2 separate regions of the Hordeum vulgare genome follow, and region 1 is linked to region 2. Evidence: chromatin contacts called from public Hi-C data. All regions are on one chromosome and are shown on one strand. The core of a region is the stretch at or near the end of the contact, and the rest is flanking DNA. Distances in the headings are between cores, read along the strand shown.

What was found. Hi-C and Micro-C count contacts between places; a contact is called where the count stands out from the background.
Region 1: a contact with region 2 is called in a Hi-C map of seedling, with 2.0 times the contacts expected there. The contact joins the promoter of LOC123410978 here to the promoter of LOC123409705 in region 2. A contact is called at or near these places in 1 of 6 Hi-C or Micro-C datasets (seedling) and 1 of 1 datasets of contacts at active chromatin or transcription factors (embryo).

Annotation. Positions count from the first base shown.
Region 1 is chr7H:562,070,952-562,073,651 of MorexV3_pseudomolecules_assembly, forward strand. It overlaps LOC123410978 (12-oxophytodienoate reductase 7), which reads left to right and starts at 1,392. Exons shown (of 5, transcript XM_045103898.1): 1 at 1,392-1,620; 2 at 1,715-1,855. The coding sequence starts at 1,544.
Region 2 is chr7H:561,902,819-561,905,518 of MorexV3_pseudomolecules_assembly, forward strand. It overlaps LOC123409705 (PAN domain-containing protein At5g03700-like), which reads right to left and starts at 1,431. Exons shown (of 1, transcript XM_045102567.1): 1 at 1-1,431. The coding sequence starts at 582.

The DNA of each region.
Region 1 (2,700 bases), core at 142-2,641, 170 kb after region 2:
CACCAACAAAAAACGAACGCGCATCCATTTGGTTCTATGTGTTGGGTCAACTTTTTATCCGTTTTAACCCAAACAGACAGGCACAAACAAAATGGATGAACAGCTTGAGGTTGCTCTTAAGGGTCGGATATGGGTTGAAATCCGACCTGATTTTCGTAACCCTCTGTCACTAACCTTCTTCCTGCTTTATAGCTTTATAAGTTGCATAAGAGCAACTCCAATGGGGCGACCTATTTCGTCCGTCGCCCTCCGTTTAGGTCGGTGCAGACAAAACGAATGGCCCAACGCGCTGACCCATTTTCAAAACACGTCTGTTCTGCGTCCGCGCCGATCCATTTCTGGCCAAAATTGGAACTGAAATGCGTTGGCGCGGACGTGAAGCGCCTTCTCGGTGTCTGCCTAACCACCGCGGTCAACATCATTTATGACGGCCGTCCTCCTCGGGGCCACGCGTCAGCGACCGCGGTCGACCTTTTTTAATCCGAGCGTGCGGTGGGGTCCGGCCATCTGCTTCCAGAAACCTCCCCCCGTCCCCATCTCGCCACCCTCTGTTTCCTCGTCGACGATCCAACATCCATGGACAACGGTGACAACCTCGTTGTCTATGCATGCACGATGCTCCCAGGAGGAGGTCGCCTACCTGCAGGCTAAGAGGACGATGCGCCATGCGCACGGGCGCGCCCATGCTACGCCCGGCTTCGCCCAGAGCACCCTTGTCGTCTACCCCCGCGCGCTGCTCCCGGAGGAGGCCGCTTACCTCCATGCTAAGATGGCGCTGCGCCTCGCGGACAAACGCGTCCGTGCTGCGCCACCGTCAACACCAGCAATGCCCGAGCCGGCACAGCCCGACCTCGCCGCCGTCGACGAGGACCCCTAGGTTTTTTTCTTTTTCATTTATAATGTAACCTGCTTTCGCGGCCGGTTTTCGTGGCTGGCTTTTAATGAATATGCTTGATTATTATTTTTTCACGCGTCGATAAAATGGATCCGGTTAGTGTTGGACGCATGCGTCGACCCAAATGCTAAAACGAACATCCGTGTCCGCTGGGCCGACCCAAACAAACAAAAGCTCACAAATTCGCCATCCGTTTGAGTCGGTCCGTTGGAGTTGCCCTAAGACTATGAATTGAGAGACGATCAAAAACAGAAATTGTTCATCTTAACAAGACTAAGAATTTTTATAATTGAGCACGTGTTCATCTGAGACCATTTCAATTAAATTTATTTGTATGTCGAAATCTAGTCACTCGACGAGGCACAGATCGGCGCCCTGCTTCCAGATTCATATCATTGCATCCAAGTCTCAACACGCAAACCACATGCCGAAAAAGACCTCCGCTACTCTAACGCCCGCCTTTTAACACCCGTGCGCTTTAATTCGCTCTCGCTTTCGAAGCCCACCAACCCATTACCATTCCCACCCAATTCTTTCTTTCTTTGCCTCCCACAATTGCCATCCCTCTCTCGCCGCGCCTTCCTTTCCCGTCCCGTCCCCTCCCCCGCCTCGCCCACTGCGCCCCTCGATCCAGCGCGAGAGCTCCAGATGGATCGGCCGGCGCCGGACCAGCGGCCGACGCTCTTCTCGCCGTACCAGATGCGCCGCTTCAGCCTCGCCCACCGGTGAGCCGGCCGGCCCCTTCAATCCGCGCCGGAAATTCGGCCGTCTCCGGTCTTCGCTCACTCCTTTGACCCTGGCGAGCATTTCTGCGTGCAGGGTGGTGCTGGCGCCGATGACGAGGTGCAGGGCCATCGGCGGGCTGCCGGGGCCGGCGCTAGCGGAGTACTACGCGCAGCGGGCCACCCAGGGAGGCCTGCTCATCTCCGAGGGCACCGTCGTCTCGCCGGCGGGGCCGGGGTAATCTCGTCACTCCATACCTCTCCCTCGCTCCGCCTCATGGTCCGCACATGGGTCGATGCTCCTGTTCGGACTAGTTTACTGTTCCTGTTTCAGAATCCGCGCTCGTCATACTGTCGTTTGCTCGGTCCTGGATTTGTTTAGTATAGTAGCGCTGCGTGCACATTGCTCTGATAAATATTCCTGCTTGCTAGATCTGAGTATCTGGCAGAATGATTCTCCAAAATGTGGTTGTTAGGCTAATTTGTCGTTGGATGTTTGTTAGAGTGCTAGCTTTGATTTCTATATTTCTATTGGTAGGTGGTGGTTGAGTGACGAGCACAGCGAACCTATCTTGCTTTGTAGTTTAAGGAGTAAAGCGTGACATATGTAAAGCGTGACATATGTTCGGCTTGTGATTTAGGTCCCTGAACTTGTACTATAAGTGTGTCAATTGAGGTTCAGGCCGTATTTAATTAGCAACTAATTATCCTGTGGCACTTTGACCCTAATGTACCCACAGTCTGACCATGAGACTGACTATCCATCAGAAACCCGTAGCCTTTTCCTGACTCCATGCCCTTTTCAGGTGGAGTTGCAGAGTATGAATAGGGACACGATCATAGAAGGCAACACCTACAGTATGATTTGTCTTGAGAGAGATGCACTGGATTTAAAAATAGTTTTAGTATTTTTTCTAGATAGCTCAAGTACTTCAGTTTTTGCAATCATGAAAAACAAAGGGTGTCCTGTCAGCTGCTCAAGCTAATAAGTAACAAAAATAAAAGGGACTAGTAGTCAGGTTCCCTTAAGCAAATGCTTCATATCTACGGAGTATTATGTATGATCATGCTATCGATATTTGG
Region 2 (2,700 bases), core at 181-2,680:
CGGCTCGACGTAGAGCGCGAAGTAGTTGCTCCCGAGCCGCATGGCGAACCGCTGGTCGATGGAGTGAAGCGCCGCCGACGAGGTGAGGTTCTGGCCCTGGACGATGGTGTCCGAAGGGTGGTCGAAGCTCTGCCACACGGCAACGGGCGAGCTGCTGCTCCGAATCTGAAGGTTGGACGTGTTGAGGAGAACGGCGCGGTCGCCGGCCGCCGCGGCGGTGGACCAGAGCACTTGGTTGGTGGCGGCGTCAGTGAGCACCAGGTTGCCGTTGAAGGAGAGGGACGCGGCCGCGGACCACGGCGCGGGGCGGTCCGGCATGGCTCGCCAGAGGGGGAAAGCGGAAGGGAGGTGGAGGACGGCGAGGTCGAGCGTGGTGGAGTTGACGCGGAGGAAGCCGAAGGCGAAGGCGCCGGTGGGGTCGGTGAGCACCGGCTGGAAGTGCGAGTAGGACGTGTCGTGGGTGGCCGAGAAGCCTCGCCGTAGCTCCTTGGCTGAGGCCGCCGCCACGCCCGCGCCGCCGGTCAAAGAAATCAGCAGCGCCGCAGCCGCCATGCATATCATCACAGTAAGCTCGCCTGCCATCGCCGTCGTCCGGCTAGCTAGCTAGTGAGCTCCCTCCAGTGGTACTTCTGCTCAGAGACTCAGGATCCGAGTATGGATTCTTGGAAATGGAAGTAGACAGAGTGAAGAGCACAGAGCAGAGCTGTATGGAAGCATAGAAGAAGAAGCCAATGAGAATTTGAGATTGGGCTGGAGCAGGAGAAGACAAGCGCCGGGAATATTTATCTGTTAGTGCAATGTCCATGACCAGCAATGTCGTGGTTGCGAAAGTGAGGCCATAAAAGGGATAGGGAGGTTTGGTCAACGATCAGATGAGCACACTCGGTGGATAGTTGCCCGTGTCTTACCTTTTAGTAGATGCAATTGTGTATTGCCGACTTGCGGAATATATAATTGCTGTTGGAAAGTGTGAGTTGGATCAACCCATGCGAGCCCGGCAGCAATATCTTCTCCGGATGCAACTTCAGAAAGTGCACAACTGGCCTCCGTTGGTTTCTGAACAGATCTGGTACTATCACTCGTGATGCTGAATGCAGTAATCGGCGAGCACAGAAGGTTGATCTACTTGCTCAGTCATGAAGCCAGGCCGGTCTCCATTTTCTTTTCTTTTTTTGAGAGGGAAAGTGGATTCGATTCTCATTACTCAAGGAGATTTCTTCGTCATAACCAAGTTTGAAACAAATTCCATTTCCGAATGGAACCACATTGTAGTGCAAGGGGAACTACGGTCATACGCGGCCATCTCGTGACTGGCGTTATTCTGCGAGCGATTATAGTGAGTAAAAAAATCTTCTTAGCATCGCTGCTGCTAATCTACTGACCTCCTCAATGGGTGTGCTCGAATTCCTATTGGTACTGAAACTCATAGCATAGGAGGGAGGGTCGATTTATGGATGAAATCAAATATGTGGTATTTACAGGAAAAAAAAGTATCCGTCTGTTGGGAAAGAATTCTTTTTCAATGGTCTCGAAGAGAGAAAATTCCTATTTTTTTCGCCGTGGTAAATCCATGCATTTGATTCAATTTGTTTTTCTTATACTATAGAAATAAACCTTTGAATTTAGCATTATTCCAAGACTCCTATCTCAAAGTCTATCTTTTAAGAGGAAAAATGAAAATAACGCACATAATCAGAAGAACCTCTTGTTTTAAAGAAAGGATGACGAGTTATTCACATTTAATATGACAGGCAGGTTTAAAGCTAAGCAATGGTAACTAAACCCCCCAGGATAAAAGAAAGGCTCCAGTGTATAGAGAGGGCATCACCATTTAAAAGGGAACCATACAAAAGATGGAACCATCTATTTTTTTAGTATTATTAGAATGAATTTGTTATTTCGTATGGAAATAACTTAACGGAATGGAATAAAAAATCATGGTTGGGATGGTTACTATAGAAAAGGCACGGAATGTGACATTGGATCTATAATTTTTTCTTTTCGACATAATTTATTTCGATCTAGTAAAAATTAAAATTAGTACTATATGAGTCATATGTATTGTAGACACCAAAGGAAGCAATGGTTTATCCAAACTTCAAAAATAAAAATATATTCTTTAATTTGTTTGTGAGAAGGCGTGAAAAGAGCCAAGAGCCTTGAATTTTGGACTTCAACAATAAGAAAGAATTTTACGAATTGTGCAGACAAATTCGAATTAGCCAATAAAATAATTCTCCTTCAAATCATCAGTATGACTATCAAAATCGTGAACATCAGCATGTATGTTACACGTCCAAGTGGTAGTATCAGGACCGTTAGCTAGTGTTCTTGAGAAATGGCTGGATCTGGCCCATTCCTCAAAAGATGTTGTCATCGATCCGTCAAGTGTGTTGTGAGCATCAGCAACGCTTCCACGCTAGCTAGCTCAACCATAATGGGTAAGTACATCCAGTGTTAGCTAGCTCAACCATAATGGGTAAGTACATCGAGTGCAGGGCCAAGTCCAACCCTTCTCTACAAGCTGCTAGTTCCGCCTCCAAGCCACTATCACATCTACGGAGCTTCGTGCATGCACTATAAATGATCACACCTCTATCATCTCGGAGGGTCATACCTCCCATGGACACGCCCGTAGATGTGATGTAGCTTCCATCCATATTGAGCTTAGTCCAACCTGGTCGAGCTGGTGTCCAGCGC